4 separate regions of the Mus musculus genome follow, and all the other regions are linked to region 1. A link is a contact called in public ChIA-PET, HiCAR-type and promoter capture Hi-C data. All regions are on one chromosome and are shown on one strand. Each heading gives the region's core, a stretch centred on a gene start, on an enhancer-like site or on the middle of the called end of the contact. The rest is flanking DNA. Distances are from core to core; before and after follow the strand shown.

Region 1 (4,836 bases), core at 794-3,293:
CCTATTGAAAAATGGGATTCTGCCCCACCAGGGGAATCCATTCCATAATCAGCCACCAAACGCAGATACTATTGCATATGCCAGCAAGATTTTGATGAAAGGACCCTGATATAGCTGTCTCTGGTGACTATACCAGTGCCTAGCAAATACAGAAGTGGATGCTCATAGTCATCTATTGGATGGAACACAGGGGCCCCAATGCAGGAGCTAGAGAAAGTACCCAAGGAGCTGAAGGGGTCTGCAACCCTATAGGTGGAACAACAATATGAACTAACCAGTACCCCCAGAGCTTGTGTCTCTAGCTGCATCTTCTTCTAGTAGCAGAAGATGGCCTAGGAAGGCCCCTTGGTCTTGCAAACTTTATATGCCCCAGTACAGGGGGATGGCAGGGCCAAAAAGTGGGAGTGGGTGGGTAGGGGAGCAGGGTGGGGGGAGGGTATAAGGGACTTTCGGGATAGCATTTGAAATATAAATGAAGAAAATATCTAATAAAAAAATTGAAAAGAATTGTCACAGTCTCAGTCTTGCTGTGGTCTCTCCAGTTGGACTGATTTTCATTACTCAAGGCCACATCTGGTGACCTTGGCCCAGTAAATAAGCCTGGCTGCTTACACATCAGAATCTAACTTAGCCCAAAACTCTAGTCTAAGGCTCTTTCTGACCACCTCATAATCGCTTCTAAAAAAAAAAATCATTTCTAAACAACCAGGTAGTATTTTGCTGACATGTGTAAGATGTTTCCATTATCTGTCTTAGAACTTATCTGTGACTTTTTACTTGTGGTCTTTCCTGGCCCAACAACTGTGAAAAGTTCTTCTCCTTCAAGGCCCAACATTAAAAGGTCATTTCTTGTCAAAAACATGATGGGAATTTTTAAGGCAGAATGTGTATCAAGACAGCAATGCAAGGTTTGGTAACTTGTACTGCTAGTTTCTAGTTTAATTATCATTTGCCTCGCTCAAGTACATCATTACATACTCAGCAATATGAGTGGAGCACTGTTGAGTTAACTGAACTGGGGAGAGGGACCATTATCCTTTGCCTTCTGAGTCTCAAGCTGAAAATAAAACTGAACTAAATAAATTTTCAGGAGAAAAGGACACACATTTTATTTTTTTTAAAACAATCATGTGATTAGCGTCTTCGTGGGAAACCTGAAAGCCTGTGTGGCTGTATCTACATACCAGGGGCAACCAAGAAAAGTAGCTAAGATGTGGATTTAATTCTAAAAGGTCTGTTGCAGACCTCTCAGTTTCATCTTCTCTACCTCATAAGTTTTTGTTTTTGTTTATTTTTTTTAAGTGCTCGAAACTCAAAGAACAGCCAAGGCAGCAGGCTGTAGGCTCCCACCTAGCATGGTACACACAACAGGCACCAAGAGAGTATTCTCCATTCACATACAGTCCGCGAGTAATAAATACTCTTTGCAAAGTAAAGTGTACTCTGTTACCTGCTTATATCTTTCTTTCCCTTCCTAGCTTATAAATTTCATAAAGGCTTCTTTTTTTTTTCTTGGGAGGCAATTCTTGGAGGTGTAAGTGTCTGGGACTTAAGATGAGAGTTAAGTCAATCCCAGCAGAAAAGAAGATGGCTTAAGAGTCTCCATTCTCATTGCCAAAAGCTTTACCGTGTTTCCTATCCTCAATACGGATCCACTCAGAAGGACTAATTTACCATCCAATCCTGGATAAGGGAAAATGACAGATAAGGGGAAATGAAAGGTGGAGTTGTTCATCTGCTAAGATATTGCATTGTTGAGTTAAATGAACTTGGAAGACAACGCTGCGCTCTAAAGGCAACCTACAGCATCTCCCAGCGAGTCGAATGGTGACTATAGAGAGATCTCAAAAACTGAAAAACTGGCGAGCCCTGCGGACCGGAACCCTACAGCGAGTGCGCACCGGCTGGTGGGGGGAAAAGGAGCCCGGAGGAACACCACGAACCCGGCACGGCTCCGCCCCCTCTCCAAGGCAGTGGGAGTCACGGAGTGGCTCCGCCCCTTCCACAGTCGCTAAGCAACCAACCCCGGAAGTCGCGGTCCGGGGCAGGCGCCGCAAGCGGGTGAAAGATGGCGGAGGGTGGCCGTGCGGAGCCGGAGGAGCAGGAGCGTGGGTCCTCCAGGCCACGGCCCCCAAGTGCGCGGGACTTACAGGTGCGCAGGCATGGAGCGCGGCGGCGGCGGGCGAGAGGGCGTGGGCATGGCGGGCGCGGGCCAGAGCCACTTTGTACCTCACCTGAGCCTGTCTCCGGAGAACTGGAGGGTCTCTCCTGGAGGCGCATTGCGGAGGGGTGCGTGTGGAATCCTGTGCCCTAGCCTCAGGCGGCGGTACAGGGGTTCCCTTCACGCTGGATGCACAAAGCAAATGTCATTTTGCCGAGCCATCTGGGTGCCTCCCAGCTGATGCTGCCTGCATTTGGGGAGTTGCTGTGGCCAGTGATAAATCAGCCATCACTAAAAAAGTAACTTTAAAAATGACGCGTGCTGGTTTGTTCTCCTGGATGCTTTTTCACGTTTGATGATTTATACATTAAAAGCACTTTCTTCTCCAAAAGCCTGCGGTTTTGCAGGGGAGAGCTTAAAACAGTTCAGGCTTTGGTCACAGCTCGCTTGAAAGAGTTCACAAAACAGCTTAACAGAAATAAAACTCAGCAATGTTAGGATGCTGGCATTAGCTAAACACTTGTCCGATGCTAATACTGCTTGTCCATTTTAGCCTTTTTTTTCTATCTCCTCATGAAATCATTGATAAAACTCAAACGATTAAACATATATTAGGGGTTATAGTTCAGAATAAATGAGCCTGGATTCGCAAACCTTGACAGAGCATTTTTATAGCAGGTCTTCATTCTGTAACCAGACGTACTGACCGTTTGCCATTCTAACTTTGTGCTGAAGCTCTGGGAAATGTGGATACAAATAGGACATCAAATCCAGAAGTAGTAGTGGATACTGTTGTGTGCTATCAAATTTTGTGAAAGGTCTCAGATTTGAAACAGGCTTGTAAAGCAGCTTTACAGACCAAGCCAATGCAGAATTCTAATGGTATTAATTGAGCACTGGTTGGTTCCGGTGACCCCGGAGCCAGTTAGCTCGTTATCTTAGAGTAATTGTCACTGTGATGAAACACCATGACCAAAGCAGCTTGGGGAGGAAAGACTCATGCTTCCACTCACAGTTCCTTATCAGACAGGACGTCAGAGCAGGAACATGGAGGCAGGAGCCGATGCAGAGGCTATGAAGGGTGCTACGTACTGGTTTGCTCCCCAAGGTTTCTTCAGCCTGCTTTCTTATAGGACCCTGGGCTCACAGCCCCGGTTTGGCACCACCCATAGTGTGTGTGGCCCTCCACCATCCATCACTAATTAAGAAAATGCTCCAAAGACTTGCCTACAGCCTTATGAAGGCATTTTTTTTTCATCGAGCCCCCCTTTCCCTGATATCTCTGGCTTTGTCAAGTTGACATAAAACTAAACAGCACACTAGTGAGGCAGTGTATTTTCTGTGTCTGGCTTGCTAGTTTTCATAAAGTCACATCTTATTGTCACTTGGAGTTTTCCCAACATGCTCTGGGTCTAGAAGCTGCCTCATTCAGGAATTCTATTTTGTTTTATGAATAATCTAGGTTTAATTGTCCTGAACAGTCTCTATTTTAACCACATATAACCTTTTGGACACCTTCATAACTGTTTGGAGAACTAAGCATAGTTTGAAGCATCACTGAATGCCAAAAAAAAAACAAAAAACAAAAAACAAAAAAACAAAATAAAACAAAGCAAAAAACAAAACAAAACAAAACAAAACAAAACAAAGGCAGTTCAGAAGATGAACTTGGAGAATGCAGAGATCAGCATCAGGTAGGAGATAAAAACCAGTGAATTAATGACCAGCTGAACAGAAATCTATCTCAGCTGCCATTCAGAATAGTCTGTCAGCCTCTACATCAGGAAGGAGGGTTTTAGGAAGAGGGCTATATAGTTATCTCCTGAAGTGTCTCTCTGTTGTGACTTCTGGACTGTTTCTAAGGCTGTTGTGTAGTGTCCTCCAGGCAATTCGTCATAGGGTTTAAAGTTGTTTAAGGTATTTAATTGCATATTTCCCAATGTTCCTCCAGAATAATATCAACAGGATTGCTGCTCTTAATTCCGTGTTTCCATCCAGATTAGCATTTGGGGAGGAGTAAACTTGTCTGAGGCTATCTAGATCACTGGTTCTCAGTGAAATAATGTCCCTGGAAAGGCTTGATAAAGCAGACACTAGCGCTCATACCCATATCTAATAGGTACAGAGTGGGACTTGAGCATTATGTATTTCCCAGATTCCCAGGTGTGGCTAGTCTGTACAGTTAACTTTACTGTGTTTTCTACAATGTAGCATAAGGCTGAGCCTTCTAGTTCTCTCTTGCTGTGTTTCTGCCCTTCACAGTGACTTAGATTCAGGTTACCTTCCAGACTGGAAAGAATATCAGTCCTTGACTTGGGAAGAATTGGAGCAAGAATGTCTCTTACTTAGGAAGCGCTGGTTTTGTCATTATACTTTTATCTGGTACTTGAATTAATCTTCTTTATTTAATTTCAAATAATATAATCTCAGGAGTGCTCAGTCTCTGTGTCTAATAATCTACACTTTAAAGAGTATCTCTAGCTGCATATGTAGCAGAAGATGGCCTACTTGGCCATCATTGGGAAGAGAGGCCCCTTGGTCTAGCAAACTTTATATGCCCCAGTACAGAGGAATGCCAGGGCCAAGAAGTGGGAGTGAGTGGGTAGGGGAGCAGGGCGGGGGTGGGGGGCGTATAGGGGACTTTTGGGATAACATTTGAAATGTAAATGAAGAAA
Region 2 (5,096 bases), core at 2,167-4,666, 260 kb after region 1:
TGAGTTCCATCCCCAGTGTATCAAGAACAGCAAAAAAGGAAAATATTGTACAGTGGTTAATACAGTCTTAGGTATGATGCATGCTCGTAATCACAGCTCTTGGGAAGTATGGGCTCATAAAAAAAAAAAAAGGAAGGAAGAATGAGGGTGGGGGAGGGATGGAGGGAAGAAACTATAATTAAGTACTGAATCCTTAATGCCTTTTGCTATTTCTACCACACTTAAAAGACAGAGATAATGCAAATCATACAGCAAAAAAAGCCTCAAATTCTATTTATGAGTAGATTCTTGTTTGGGAATAAGTTAATTTGAGATAATAATGGAATAAGGAAATGGACTACTAAGCATTTTTGATGAAGCCAATGTAAATTCTAAGTTAGTCAAATATTTGCAATATTTATTTTCTCACTCAAAGATTTATATGTTTAAAAAAATGAGCCAATTTCTTTAAAGGCACAATTTTGTGATCCAAAAGCACTCCTGATTAACTGAGCCCTGATTCTGCTATCTATATCTGTTTCTAATGCCTAGCATAACCTACAACGGAGAATAAAAAACTAGAATGTTCCATATTAGAAATGGAAAGTTACACAGGAGAATAACAAATCACTTCGTATTCTAAAAACGTATTATAAATAAATGCAAACTAAATTGATAAGCAAATATGCTGAGTAAAAGAAATTTAATATCAGCATAACTAAGGAACTGCACATCCATGGACTATTTAGAGCAAAGTGGAAGTTTGTGAAATGACTGTGACATACAGGCATAACAGAAACTTCATAATCAATAATGCTTGAGCTAAAACAACGGCTTACAAACCAACAGAATACATCTCTCCTCTTTTCTCTCTCTCTCTCCCCTCTCTCTCTCTCCTCTTCTCTCTCTCCTCTCTCCTCTCTCCTCTCTCTCTCTCTGAAGGCTCGGGGCATCTCAGCCATCTAAACCTCTACATCACCTAAGATGAGAAGAGTTGGGACAACAAAACTTAAACAGAAATATTCCTAAGTGGAGATATCTTCAGTGGTAGTTTGTAGAGCATCCTCATTTGCTTACCCACAGAGCATTTCTGCCATGCCCAAGTATTTCAGAGAATATATTGGAATTGTCTCTTGACTTTTCATTTGCCTTCATTGGCATCTAATCGTGGCCTTTTGAAATAACCAGTAAAGTCAATATGTCTCCTGACATAATTGTAGGGATACAAGAATATTTTATTGAACTATTTCCTTTCTAGTCCTAAAACTTAAGCTTCCCGCCCCCATAAACGTCATCAAACAGCACCAGTGCACGGTTATTTGAAATCTAAGTCAGAGTGCAAGGTTGTATTGTTTAGCAAATAACAGTACAGGATGTCCAGATGGAAGTGGAATTTTAGATAAACAATATATTTAGTCTGTACTGTGGTTTTAGTATAAATATGTCCCCAAATCTACATGTGACATTTGCTAAAAAATTATCTAGAATTAATATTTAACCGAGTCTCATATCGTACCTAACAATTCCAGCCGGTTTCTTTCTCCGGCCCTCTTAAATGCCATATACAATACCAGCGCTGTTCATCTCTATCTCACTAAACATCTGGAATATACCGACTTTTCTCCAGTCTTCTGTCATCACTGCGGCAGAATCTCCCAGGCAGGAGCTTCTACTTATGTGGAAAATGTACCGTATTCTAACTGCAGCTGAATCAGCAGTCAGAGACACAAGCTAACTTCAGTTTCTCTTTCTCTGGGTTCAGTGTTTGGTAGCTGTAGAAATCTAAACCCTCTGTGAGTACACCCAGCAGAGAGGCCCCTGGTTATCTCTGAAGCTAGCCTCAAGCTCTGGGAAAGAACTGTTCTCTGAGATAGCGAAACCCTGAGATAGCTGAAACCCGACACCTTTATAAACACGTTGCCCATTTGAAGCCAATGTTGCCAAAAGATAAGCCAAGAAACGCGTGGGCAGAAATGGTAGATCTGGGTCTCTGTAAGGTTGGTTTTCCAAAGTTAACTTTTAAAAGTTCCCCTTTTTAAAAATGGATTCTATGATTTATAAAGAATCTGCTTGGTTTACGTTCAAAATAAAAATTTGGGGTGATCAGGAAGTAGAAATCAGCTGCTGGTGCTGAGTGTAGGGAAGAGTTGATGCTGGCAGCTGATAAATGTTTGGGCTGGGAGCACTCCTACCTTGGAGTACTGTGAACATATGTACATAATATGTAAACAAACCAGCATTTGCTGGAAATAACCGGGGCAGCGAGTTCCTCTAACATTACAGAGCAGCGTAAGACGATTAAAATAAGTCAGAATCTACGACAAAACACCCCCTGTCCGATTTCGCTGTTTATCACAGGATTGTTACAAATGACTAAGTCCTAGAAACATGACAGGCCACGCGTTTAAAACATTTCAAATGTTAATCTGAATGCTCTTCAATGTAACACAGAGCACCAACAAGTCTTAACAAGTCGTCGGGTGCCAGACAAAGAAATTCCATTTAAATTCCGGAGGTGGAAAGGTAATTTCAGCGCGGACCACCCTGCCAGCCCACTACATCTTAGAGAGAGATGCGGGGCTTGGGGAAGAGGGCGGGTTGAGCAATAGCTACAGGTGAAGCCTCCGCAGAGCACCCAGAATAAAAGCTGCACCTGCATTTCCTGGCATAGCCTGCTTCGCTGGATCCACTCAGCAACAACGTGACCGTCGGATCCCGGCTCCCACAGACAAACCCGCATCTCAAAACAAACAAACAAAAATGTAGCCCGCGTTCCCGCTGGAACCACAGCTGGGTCACAAAACCAACCGCCCTGGGAGGGACCCACGGGGCGGAAGTGCGCTTTCCTGTGCGGGGACGGGATCTGAGGGAGGCCGGAGCTCTACCCACGTCCTCCCTGGGCCGCGGCTGACCGCGGCCGCCCCGCCGCACGCGCTTCCCCAACAGCCTCCCATGCAGGGCGCGGAGGGTCGGTGGGGAGACGCCGGCGTGGGACGGCGGGCGGGCGGGCGCGGGGACCGCCCTGCCTTCGCGTCCCCAGGCGCCCCCGCCAGCCGGGCCCACCCGCGCGCGGCTCTGCGGCCCCGGAGGCGGCCGCGGCCTGCAGGAGAGTCCCCGGCTGCCGCCCGGCCCGGCCTCCCGCCCCGCGCACCTCTCCTTGGAGTAGAGCTGCAGCTGCTGCTCGCGCTGCCTCTTCCGGGTGAACGCCATGGAGGCCCAGGGCTCGCAGGCCGCCGACTGTCCCGAGCAGTCCCGAGCGGCCGCACCGGGCGGGCAGGCGGGCGGGCGGCCGGGAGCCCCACGCTGCGCCCCAGGGCCCGCGGCGTCCGGACGGCGCTCACCGCAGCATCCTCGCGTGGGGACTCGGGCGACGCCGTGACTCAGGCCCGGAGGAGGGGCGCGCAGTGACCTGAGGCCGCGGGAGCCGCGTCCTACACTGCCCCGACTAACCTCTGCAGCGCTGCTGCGGCGAGGATACCTCCCACGTGAGCCTGAGACCTGCCCGGGAGCCCCCCAGTTCGTTGGCGGCGGGGATTTGAAATAACAAGGTTTTTGGATGTTTAGTCCCAAATTTCAGTCTTTGAAATAAATAATCGATGGGATTTTATTTTATTTTTTTCGCCCGTGTATGGTGTAGCGGTTCTTAGTAATATTCATATTTAGGTTGCAACTATTATCACAGTGATGGGATATTTTTACTATCTCAAAAAGAAACCTTTACCTTTTAGCAATCACTACTCCTAGGTGCATCTCCACAAACCTTTGCCCTAGAAAACAGTACTTAACTTTCTGTCTCTGTGAATTTGCCTAGCCTGGACATCTAGAATAAAAACATCCATACAATATGTGGTCTTTGTGTCTGATTTCTTTCATTTAGCACAATGCTTCCAAGGTTCGTCTGAGGTATAGCACAAGTCAACATTCTATTCCTTTTTATCACGGAAGTGTATTCCATTGTATCACACACTGCATTCCTGTTAATATATTCAACAGTTGCCAGGCACAGCAGTGTTCCCACCTTTTGGCTATAAGCATTCACGTACCCGTTTATGTGTGTAAATGCTTTCATTTCTGTTGAGTGAAGTCGAAATCAAAGGGTGGAGTTTCTAGACTGTTTTAATAAGTCCATCTGTGAACTCTGAAAGTCTGCTACTGTGCTTTCAAAGTATCCATTTAACTCCCACTAGCAGTAAAGAAAGGTTCTTACCTTCAACAATACTTACCTTTTATATTCTGTCCTGCCAACTATGACTCGTATTTCATTGGGGTTATGATTTCTCAATACCCTGAGAATACGCTGGATATTGCTTACCTTTAAGGGACTCTCAAATAACAAGCCTCTAAGTTGTGTGTGTTGAAACACTCCTAGTGTTGGCTTAAGAATCAAGTTCTGCAGGGTTGAAAAAAAAGCACAACAATGGCAACAATTAGCTGTCCTTCATCACTGGCAGCATGTGGGGGAAGATCGGAAGTCATAACTGAAGAGACCTGAGTACCCTATGTCAGTGAATCTCTTCCTTTTATCCGAGTGCTGCACAGACTCTGTAACTACCCTAATGGTCCTTGGGAACGAGCTTGTGTGCATGTGTGCACAATGACATAAGATTATGAGAATGGCTAAGATACCATCTGAAAATTTTCTGTGTGGCAAATAGTATAGTAGATGCTATGGACTCAAAGGAGAGAAATTAATTTGGCTGGAATAAAGTAATTAAAAAATAGACCAGAATCTAAGTTTTCTTTTCATTAAACATTGAGGAAAGATGTGGTCCTGGTAGTGGTGGAGAGTGACAGAGTCTCTCCTTGGCCAAATTCTATCCAGGTCCTGAGTTCTCTCAAGCTTTGATCTTAGCTTACAAAAACGGGGGACTTCCATCTCGTTCCCTCTCCATATTAAGAGCCTTAAAGCTCTGGCATCATTTCTAAGGGTTCCTCCGGATGGCCCTAAGCCCCTTTCAGTACCTGTTCAAAGCTGCCAAGAGATCTTGTTGCTGTCCTCAACTACTGTCTACATAGGCTGGAACTCGTGTGGGGCTGGGGAGATAGCTGCCAGCAAAGTATCTGCCACATGTGGGCGGGGATCTGAATATGCATCCGGGCATCCATGTGAGAAAAAA
Region 3 (4,939 bases), core at 1,153-3,652, 400 kb before region 1:
CACTACACAAGAACTGCACAGTCAAGTTACACAAGTATCTCGAACAATTCAATATGTTTTAAGCAAATTTATGATTTTGTGTTGAGCTCTATCAACAGTGACCCTGAGGTACATGCAGCCTGCCACCACAGGTTATACATACTGAAGTAATCCCTAGATTATCCATAATGCCACTGTTACCTTTGGAATCTCACATGCCCCACACAGGACTGGGTTTTTTGACATATGTTCCTCAGCTAGTAGTGCTGTTTGGGTAAATTGTAGGACATTTAAGAGGTTGGGCCTGACTAACTGAAGTGGATCACTATGGATAGGCCTTTGAGGGTCATACCCATGCCCTGGTGCTAGCATCTTTTCTGCTTCCTGGTCTGTTGCCATGTGAACAGCCTCTATAATATGCTTCTCCCATCACTGATTGGGTAGGCTGCTCTACCATGCCTCCCCCAATATAATGAACTAAAACCTTCAAAAACTGAGAGCCAAGATAAAACTTTTCCCCTTTCTAAATTGTTTCTGTCAAGTATTTTGTCACAGTAATAGAAAAGTAATACAGACAGATAGAGGAAAATGTTGTGTAAATAGTTACACTGTATTCTTTGGGAGATGGTAACAGGAAAACAGACTGGAACAATTTTGTACTCAGCCTTGATAGAACCAACTGGGTGGGACAAGAGACTATTAAGGGAAAAAGACCTGTGACAGGGACAGGAGACAGGCACATTAAAATCTGCTTCAGTGGAAGGCTGAGCATGGAAAACATTCCAGTTTTAGTTTAGAGAACTTGTTGAAAGTTGAAGTGGATATTAGTCATCTGCGTTTTCAACTTCATTTTCCAGCTGTTTCTTCTGTAGTTGTGTTTAGTAAGTTAATAGACAAAGAAAAGGAAAGGAAATGGACATGGCTGCTCCTAGGTATGGCAGAGGAGAAAAGCTTATTACACATATGTGGGAGAGCATAGCACAGGCAGAGACATCGAGAGTTCAGAGTGGACATGACCTTGAGCCATGTGGGAAGAGGGAGAGGTGAAGAAAGAGGGGAGAGAGGGGTAGAAGGTGCAGCAGCCAGGAGACCAAAGGTACGAAAGGGGTGAATAGCCAAAAACATCTGGATTATATAGAGAAGAGACTGTGGGGGAAGAGCAGCCCAGTCCCTTCTGCTGGAGGATGCAGTATGGGACCAAGAGATGCACCTCAGCCTGTCCTGGGTTTGAAACCTAACAACAAGTCTTTAACCTGGCCCCAAATTGGCAGGGAATTTTTGTTTTAAAGGTAAAACTGTGACCATGTTATTATAGCTTCACTTCTCTTCCTGGCCTCTCATTGCTGTCTATAAAATCCAATGTCCTTCTGTCTCTCCTACTAGCAGTCTTGTCCCTTTGTCCCCTGTCATGCTCATTGGCCATCAGTGTCTTTCAAGTTAGTTGACTGTTGTTGCTAGGCTGACGACATTCCCACCACATTACTTAACTACTCTTCAGCAGATGGGCCTGAATTTCCCTGCATTGTCTGTGGCTTTTCTGCCTGACAGCTTACTCATAACTGCCCAGTCATTAGATAAAAATCACTAGGCTGCACACAGTGCATACTTTAGTGAGTGCTCACACTTTGAGTGCATTCCTTGCATTGGAAAAGGATTCAGAAGGGCGCATGAAAATGATATGACTGTGTTTTCAGAAAAGAAAATTCTAGGATGTAGATATTGGGATTGCTCCTAATCATGTTGCAATTTTATGCTTAAAGTCATAAGTTGAAAGAAAGAAAGAAAGAAAGAAAGAAAGAAAGAAAGAAAGAAAGAAAGAAAGAAAGAAAGAAAGAAAGAAAGAGACAAACCTTGCCAGAGCCAACCTGTAAAGTAAAAGCAGGGGCACTAGACCAGAGGCCACATGGCAGAGTTCAGTAACACACACACTGGATCATGTGTGCGCAGAGGTGGAGAGACCCAAAGAATTAGATCTGCAATCCTGGTTCAGAGGCCCGGCAGCTGCACTTGCCTGCTGTGTACTCCCTTGAATGAGCAGGGCATTTCCAGCTCACCAGACCAACATGTTTGCTTCTATGCATAAGCAAATCAAGACTGAGCTGTTCCGCAGACTTTGAGTGGAATTAGCCAGGCATGCTCTTTGAAGCATTGCTCCCGGACTTACACCGCCGCAGTGCCCAGGAGAGTGACCCACTTTCACACTTGGAAACCTCTGTGGGTGTGTTCAGTTCCCACAGACTGTGCTCTGACTCTAGTGGCTTTCTTTCCTACTTACAGTTTGGAGGGTGCTCCTCTTTTATTTACCAAAAGCATGGAGTAAAGGAGAAGAAACGACTCAATCGAGCAGGCTTGGCTTACAGAGTTTCATGAGACAGACTGTTATGCAGAATTCTGGATTTGCTCCTAAGCAACAGAGAGACGTGTTCCTGGGCAGCCCTGAACTGGGGCTTCTTGTTCAAGTCGGGCACTCTCCCCTCAGCAGCCCAGCTGCCCAGGAGCAGAGCTAGGCATGCCTTGCCTAGCTACAGGAGTACTGACTAGAGGACATTTTCAGATGAACTATGTGCATAGAGGATATTTTCTGGCCCTAACCCCTCAAGGTTCTAAATGTTCCCTAATATATCATATCATTTTGACAGGGCTTTACCTAAATAACCCCATGAGTGGCTGATAAAGAAGAAATTAGAAGGATGCAAAACACTTGTTTTAAAAATCTGAGGTGGCTTTAGCCATTCCTGTGATGTTGTAATGTGAGTTCTGTAGTTTACACATGAAGCCAGACTTGGGCCTCCTCTCCTCCCTCCTCGCTACTCTAATACAATAGCATCTCTTAGGATCTAACAAGAAATGGAGAATGTGGGCCTTCATGGAAATCTCCTGAATCCCACTTGGCATTCTCATGTATTATTCTTGAGACTAGTACAGCGCCAGTGACCAGGAAGCCTCCATCCAGCCCAGAACTCCATCAAACATCATGGCACTTACACCCACAATAGCTTTGGAGCTTACATCTGCCCTGATATACCCAGCTATTTTGCTGTATAACTCAACCATCGTTCTTTATCCTGGTCTTTTTATCCTTCAGGTATAGAATGGAGCCAGCATGATCTGAGGGGAAGTCTCTCCCTTTGTCAGGTTGTCCGTCAGGTTCTGCCTCCTCAGCCATGCGCCCTGAGTCTGAGAGTAAGCCCTGCTTGGGGTATGGCCAGTGATAAAGGCTGTGCTACTGCATGAGCAAGCCTGGGATTCTGTCCCCACCACCAAAGGGAAAGAAAAACAAAGCAAGACTTTATAGTTGCTTTTATTTATGGAACATTATGAGAGCGAGATCAATTTTTCCTTTCCCTAAAAAAAGCTCAGCTCCCCAGTCCGAGCCCAGCAGTTGGCCTCACTGCTGTGATTAATCCCAGCCACACTAGAGAGCCTGTGCCAGATGTCAGGGTCTTGTGCTCTACAGCATTCCCTGGAGGACTGCATGGTTACTTTGTCTGTGACATTGAGATAACAGCTCCGGGGCACCTCCTGGATCATCTATACCGTACAGTTCAGATTATCTCTCCTGGCTTGTACAGCTGTGCCCTGACAACAGCTCCCCATGTGAAATAGTGGAGCAGATGCCGTGGATTAAGTGAGAGCAACCTACACCACCACATTACGTCCAGCTACTGGACATAGCAGGCATCAAGTATGACTGTTAATATCCTTGACTACCAAACATGTCAGTAGCTTTTCCCTTTCCTTGGAGTCTTCCCACAATGCCTTTTGATTATTTGGGTATTCTCTCATTACTATTTAAAAATTATTACAGAAATGAGAATGGCCCAGAAGGAAGGGAAGACCTTGAAATGGAAAGAAAAAATAGGAGGTGGTTACAAAGTGTCACTGTTTTTAACATTCTTCCATGTTGGCTTTACAATTCCATGATGGCCAATTTCTAGCAGTTTCTAAGAAGCCTAAGGAGCCTTCCCAAGGATGCCAGTCTCAGGAGTGAAGAAAGTAATAGGAAAAGAAGAACAGACATTTTTCTAGAAAAGGCTCCTAGAAGATGCATTGGTATTTCCCAGTCTTGTGAATTCAGAGTACTGATGGGTTTTAGAGTTTCAGAGGTGACCAAAGCCTGCCTTCACAGGTGGTTGGGCATGCAGGCTAGCTGGGCCGTGGTGATAATGTGCTGTGCCTTTGATCATAATAGAGTGAAAGTGGAAGAGAGGAGAGCAGAGAGGAGCATAGGCCAGCGAGGATGTCAGGATGTCGTACCAGTGATGCTGTCTGATCACCACCACACCCCTTACTCAGGAGAAAGTTCCCCTAAGAACAGTCCAAGCAGAAAGCATGGGAAGTTAAGTCAGTCACCAATATTCTACAGCCCATTTTGAAATTTAAAATGACCACCTGCCTTGGGTCCTTGAGCCACAATGTTTCTGAGCAGGAATGGATTATAGGACTTTTATCTAATTCATGCCCATGAAAGGTCGCTCAGCTGCTGCCTTCTGATCCATCTGTGGGTACCTTGGAGGGCTACTCTCTTTAGGCATAGATCTAAGGCCCACTCTTCACTCTTTTCTAACCTTCCAGCATTTTCCCTGACATAGAGGCATTTTGACAGTTGTATAGTTAACCATGGGTAAAGTACTATATAAAAGACTCTTTCTTGTTTCTCACACACCCAAAACAAAAACAAACAAAAAAATCCAGGAAAATAGTTGATTTTAGGTTTACATTAGATTAGAGCCTTTGGATTAAAAGCTCAAAGGCCGAAGGTGAACCACCTGGTTTTTTGATGCACAGAGAGCACATTAAAACATACGATCTACCTAAGGGAAGGTTGTGGGTTCTATACCCTGCTTCTAGAGGGAGCTGCAGGGGGAGGGGGTACTCTGGCTTCTAAGGCAAAGGGGTAAAAGTTAAAAAGGAGGAGGTCACAGAGAAAGTATTTCTAAGGCCACAGTGACACCTTCCT
Region 4 (5,135 bases), core at 2,407-4,906, 460 kb before region 1:
TGTTCTTACCATGTTCAACAGTTTTTATTCTATTAAGAATTGCCTGGTTCATTTTCCAGACAGGGAGATTAAAAAAAAAAAGCCTTAAGTTCTGCAATAAAGGTACTCTATTATGAAAGAAAAAATAGTTATTAGCAAGACCAAGGTTCAAAGAATCACCGGAAAGAACCTTGTTTTGGGTTCAGAGCCCCTGCCTCTCTCCTAGTCCTTAAACTTGAAAACCGATGTCTTTCTGTGTCAGCCTGCAGACTCCACAGAAACTTGTGTCCTGAGTCACCAGTCACAGGGCTGGCCAGCTGCCACCATGCGTCTGCTATCAGCAGAGAGAGTCATGCAGACTCTAAAAACTGTCAGAAAGTGTTTCCTGGTCCTGAAAAGCCAAGATTGCAGTTTATATATTCTGTGAAAATAACTTCTCTTGTCTCGGTCTGTATCCTGCTTAAAGTGGTCCAGTACACAGTTTGGGCAGAGAAACCCTTCAGGTTACTAACTGTACCTCACCATACCACATGCCCTCACTCCCAAATCTTCCTGGGAAGGAATAAATTATCCAGTCAGCATTAACTCACGTAGCAATTTCAAGAGGAAAGTCGAAGCATTGTGGAAGTTTCATGGCCCGTAATGGAGTTTGGCATAGTGGCTTTGATAGCCTCGAGACAGTGGGAAGATGTGTTCAGCTGTGAGACACCATGGGGGTGAAATGAAGACACAGCCATTCTTCATATGACACCTGCTGCGTACAAACCTCATCCACCCTCACTGTGTACAGTGCCTACCCTAATACACTCCCTGATGGACCTCTGATGGGCCACAGCACCAGCTAGCATCTACTAATAAAAGGAGATCAAGTTTTTGCAAAGTAACACAACATACACTTTTATCACTTAACTTTTTGTTCTTAATACATTAGGGAGAATCTATGCTTGAAAACTGAAAATAAAAATGGATATTTTTTGACAGTTTAAAATTTGTAATCAGTCATGATGGCTTGTTTGTTTGTTTGTTTGTTTGTTTTTTCTACAAAAGTCCAGGCATCTCTTCTGTATAACCATCATTCTTGGCCTGACATTCTTCCTATTGCAGACATAGACAGAACCATTCTGCCTTTTAAAACTTAGGCTCAGACACTCATCTGGGGAGGGATACATTGACGTAGTTATATAATAACTTTATATATATATATATATACATATATATATATATATATGTATATATATATATATATATATACTATCCTCAATTATATCATAATTATACGTAATAATTATTTAGTTATAGGATTGGGATCTAACATAGGGCCCAAGTCATGGTGGACAAGTGTCTGCCACTGAGCTGTATCCTCAGCCCTTCCTTCCTTCCTTCCTTCTTGGTCTGCTGGAATACTCCCTGCCTCTCTAAGGGAATCACCTTAAAAATAGATAGCTGTTGTCTTTTCATTATTTACTGTGGATTCACTTTCCCCTATCAGACTGCACGGGGCACCTCCTGTGAGCTGCACCCAAGTGTTGTGTGTTAATGGAAAAGCTAGAAAGTAGTGATGTCTGTGCCCTGGGGCTGAGGCTGGCTCTTCAAGAATCACCATGCCTTAAGGAATTTCTTAAAACCTTAAGTATAAATGTGTATACTGTGCATGGTCTGCTGATGGCCCATGATGCCAGGTAACATCTACTACAAGGCTATGTTCATAGCAGAACTAAAAGAAGTTGGTGTTTTTGCAAAGCAACATGAAGACATACACTTTTATCTTCAGACTTACACTTAGTTATTTTGTTCTCTCTACATTAAGGAGAGTCTATCCTTGAGATGAGAAAATAAAAAGGGATTGTTTTCTGACACTTGAAAATTTTATTCATTCTCCTCCTAATTTTGTAGCTCATTGGAAGAAAAGTAATAGCTTTGACCAATCAAAAATAAGTGTATTAGTGTGAACATAAAATATGATACTTTAAGAACTAAAGCATTTTCAGGGGGCTGGGGTACAGTTCATTTGGTAGAACTTTTGGCTATTATGCAAGAAGTCCTGGGTTCAGTTCCCAGTATATCCAAACCAAAAATAACCATTTTCAGAATTTATTATTTTCTGTCTCTTTCTTCTGGAAGCTTACAATTACAGACGCAAGAACCAGTTTAAATGTAGCAATCCATTTCATATAGAGTATGATATGGCACTAAATCGCAGGACTGCGCAGGGTTTGAAAAAATAATTGTCATAGAAGTGTAGCTGCTGGGCACAGGAATTCTGGGGTGGCACTGTTGGTGACTGGACACTTGGGTACCTGTGATTCTCTGATCCCCAAAGAACGGGAAGATGGCATTAGCAGTTGATGACTATTTCAGGGTTGACTCTTTTGAAATTGCCTGGATCTGAAAAAAATTTAAATAGATTTATTCTTCTTTCATTATTTTATTCTGCAATAAGAGATGTTTACCATAAGCTAGGCTCTGTTTACTTTTTTTTTTTTTTTTTTTGGTTGGTTAGTTTGGTTTAATTTGGGGTCGGGGGGGGGGTGAGTGAAAGACTTGACCCTTCCTTTAAGAAGTGCTTCCCTGGAAAGACAGACATTAAATAACTAGTAGTGGGAGCAGAAGCAGACCTCTGCCTTGGTTAGGTGATCCCAGTGAGGAACCAGTTTGTTGCAAGGAGGTGGAAGATGGGCTTGAAGATGCAGCCTGGACCACAGCTTACTAGTTTTCTCCTTGATACAACACATCTGCTACTCAGGCTGGAAGTATCGTCATGTTCTATTTTCGACACCTAAGAACTATAAACTATCATTTACTCTCTTCCTCTGTTGATTTTTCTCAGAATGCATGTAAGGCTGCTGCCTGGAAATATTTTTATTGTTAATCTGTATCACAGTGGACTTAATAATGTACCCACTTATTTGAAATTCACCTAGAAAGAATCACAAAACACTTTGATGACTGTTATATTTTAAGTAATTCAATGATTAATTATGATTAATTTTGGATTTGTTTGCATTGCCATAAAACTCTCTTTCTGGTCTTGGGTGCCAGTTGATTATTAAATGATTTGTCCTTTATTTTCGAGATACTCAGTAAAGATCTGCTTGTAAAACCTGGCCTTTGACTATAGCTCTCTGCTGCACCTTGCCATGACCACGGCATCTGCCTTTCCAGCACGTTTAGAAAGTAGTTCTGCAAGCTTCATATGCTTTAAATTTAGATGTCTTTTAAGTCTTGATGAATTGGGAAGGGAGTATAACTTCAAGGGCTAAGAATTTTTGCCATATCTTACTGTATGTAAAGGTCACTAAATGAAAAGTTGGTATTGTGTTCATTCTTTAGCCAAGGAACCTGCTAGCCCCTCTTACAGTGCTTTCCCTAACCAGCTTGGGTACTTTCCTTTTCAAACCTTGAAGTGAGTAGCCTCTATTTGTAACTGTCACAGCACCCCACTGGCTGAGTCTGCAAGACTGCTCCTCTTTAATGCTAGCCTGGGTAGCCAGCAGCACTCAGGCATGATGGCCTGGGGAAGCCACGCTTTTCTTAGGCCTGGCACATCTGATTGCTTCTTTCCAGCCTGCCTTCTAAGTAAACATTCTCCAAGCTTCTGCCTTGTGTGGCGTCCTATGTGTGCCACATACTTGCCCTGGTCACCCCTGAGCTGAGTCACACACCCCCCCTCTTTGGCCTTTGGGTTCCTTGCACAGCCAGGCCAGTTGGCCTTAGGAGCTTGGCTTTTCTCTCTGCCTGGACTGTGCTTCCCTAGGGTTCTCAGCCATAACCCCATTATGCTTTTCTCAGTGCCCACATGTCAGCGGGACAGTGATGGTATCTGTTTTTTATTTTGTTTTTCTTCCCCAATTACTCTTCTCTGGATTGTAAATTCCAACAAATCACAGATTTTTGTCTTAAACCCTTAGAGCCTTGAACAGTAGTTGGCTCACAGAAAATGCTCAGTCAGTACTTGCTGAATGAATGAATAAATGAAGGAAGGAAGGAAGAGCTACTTGTAGCAGGAACATCAGGTGGCTACCAGGATCTTTGCTCCAGCTTGCCGATTGATGCTTACTAGGTCTTCCCTTGGGTGGGCCTGGGTCTCCTGCTCTGTGGGTGCTTACAGCAGCCAGTGCTGACACTGTGCTTATGTGACTTCGCTCATCGCACTTCACATTGGTCTTTCTGTAGACTTGTTCTTGGGGTGAAATTCTTTTCTAAAAACAAAGTAAAGCAGGGGTTGAAATGTAGAAGTACCTTATAAATAAAATACACAAAAATGAATGCATTAGTGTTACTTGTGTGTCTGCTACCTAGTATTTAAATATATTAGCTAATTTTAATGGAATTACCATTTTCTGTTGCTGAATACATTTAATGGTCTCCCTATTTTTGCTAAATAAGAAAACACTAGCAACCTTCTCTTCCTGTTTGTTTCAGACACCTCCTGCTTCAGAGAGTGCTTTAAGCAAGGAAGGTTTTCCTTGGCTTCTGTCTGCATTCCATAAAATACTCATTGCCTTTTAGGTAAGTATATGGCTTTGCTTTCATCCATTCTAAGCAGAAGATATTGATTGCGTCTAAAACCTGTGTCATTGTTATTAAGACAAAGAGCCTGTGATCTTAAATATTTTGCTCTCAGACACTAAATAAATAAGTAAGCCCAGCCATGACCAAGATGCTCTCACCAAGGTTTCTCATTTCTTGTCTGTATATGTGCTAATAATTGCCATTTGCTATGGACAGGAATGTTTACCGTTAACCTCCCAGGTATTCAGAAGGCTCTGCTTATGTGCCCGAGTTTGAAGACAACTTAAGAAATTAGCCTCTTTGCCCCTGAATGAGAAGTAAACACTCTGAGATTGGGGAGGAGATGAGGATGTGGGTCCTGGGAGCTGATGTGGTGAGCTGATGGCCATCATGAGAATTGGAGTGATGAGAACAGGGGCTGAATTCCACTCTAGGGACTGAGACAGAGAGGACCACATAGATGTTTCAGATCAGCCAGACCTGCAGACCTGGCCTCAAGGTGCTTGAATACATAGCCATCCATTCCTAGGTCTTCTTCCTGGTCTCTTCCACAAACAGAGACAACACAGAAATCTTTCTGTTTCTCCTCTCCTCGTCAAACCCATTTAGGGAAGAGCAGACTGAGGAAGGGGATAAACAGTGGC

Evidence for each region. Promoter capture Hi-C pulls out the DNA fragments that hold promoters and counts their contacts. ChIA-PET counts read pairs in DNA pulled down with a chosen protein or histone mark. HiCAR-type assays count read pairs that join an accessible place to other places.
Region 2: a contact with region 1 is called in an RNA polymerase II ChIA-PET map of memory CD8 T cells, with 20 read pairs. The contact joins the promoter of Nsmaf here to the promoter of Ubxn2b in region 1. A contact is called at or near these places in 7 of 39 promoter capture datasets (the C10 cell line, erythroid cells, fetal liver and 3 more), 1 of 484 Hi-C or Micro-C datasets (embryonic stem cells), 6 of 115 datasets of contacts at active chromatin or transcription factors (bone marrow-derived macrophages, effector CD8 T cells, fetal liver and 3 more) and 3 of 9 other capture datasets (adipose tissue, liver and macrophages).
Region 3: a contact with region 1 is called in a promoter capture Hi-C map of hippocampal neurons, with 4 times the contacts expected there. The contact joins the enhancer-like site here to the promoter of Ubxn2b in region 1. A contact is called at or near these places in 11 of 39 promoter capture datasets (the 3T3-L1 cell line, 3T3-L1-derived adipocytes, cranial neural crest and 6 more), 2 of 484 Hi-C or Micro-C datasets (LSK cells and embryonic stem cells) and 3 of 115 datasets of contacts at active chromatin or transcription factors (astrocytes, embryonic stem cells and forebrain).
Region 4: a HiCAR-type map of astrocytes shows a contact between it and region 1, with 2.9 times the contacts expected there. The contact joins the enhancer-like site here to the promoter of Ubxn2b in region 1. A contact is called at or near these places in 11 of 39 promoter capture datasets (the 3T3-L1 cell line, 3T3-L1-derived adipocytes, cranial neural crest and 6 more), 2 of 484 Hi-C or Micro-C datasets (cerebral cortex and cortical neurons) and 5 of 115 datasets of contacts at active chromatin or transcription factors (astrocytes, bone marrow-derived macrophages, cardiomyocytes and 2 more).

Annotation. Positions count from the first base shown.
Region 1 is chr4:6,189,062-6,193,897 of GRCm38.p6, forward strand. It overlaps Ubxn2b (UBX domain protein 2B), which reads left to right and starts at 2,044. Exons shown (of 8, transcript NM_026534.2): 1 at 2,044-2,152. The coding sequence starts at 2,069.
Region 2 is chr4:6,450,855-6,455,950 of GRCm38.p6, forward strand. It overlaps Nsmaf (neutral sphingomyelinase (N-SMase) activation associated factor), which reads right to left and starts at 3,417. Exons shown (of 31, transcript NM_010945.2): 1 at 3,131-3,417. The coding sequence starts at 3,189.
Region 3 is chr4:5,791,744-5,796,682 of GRCm38.p6, forward strand. All of the region lies in intron 2 of Fam110b (family with sequence similarity 110, member B), which reads left to right. Among named protein-coding and RNA genes, the nearest start is that of Gm24337, 110 kb to the left of the region's middle. Within about 2 kb of position 2,403, at least 91 of the 459 cell types and tissues checked have an H3K27ac peak or open chromatin away from gene starts, as enhancers often do. A contact at or near this core is called in astrocytes, forebrain and hippocampal neurons, where this site is marked.
Region 4 is chr4:5,725,170-5,730,304 of GRCm38.p6, forward strand. It overlaps Fam110b (family with sequence similarity 110, member B), which reads left to right. Exons shown (of 3, transcript NM_173426.3): 2 at 4,402-4,488. Among named protein-coding and RNA genes, the nearest start is that of Gm24337, 40 kb to the left of the region's middle. Within about 2 kb of position 3,657, at least 22 of the 459 cell types and tissues checked have an H3K27ac peak or open chromatin away from gene starts, as enhancers often do. A contact at or near this core is called in astrocytes, where this site is marked.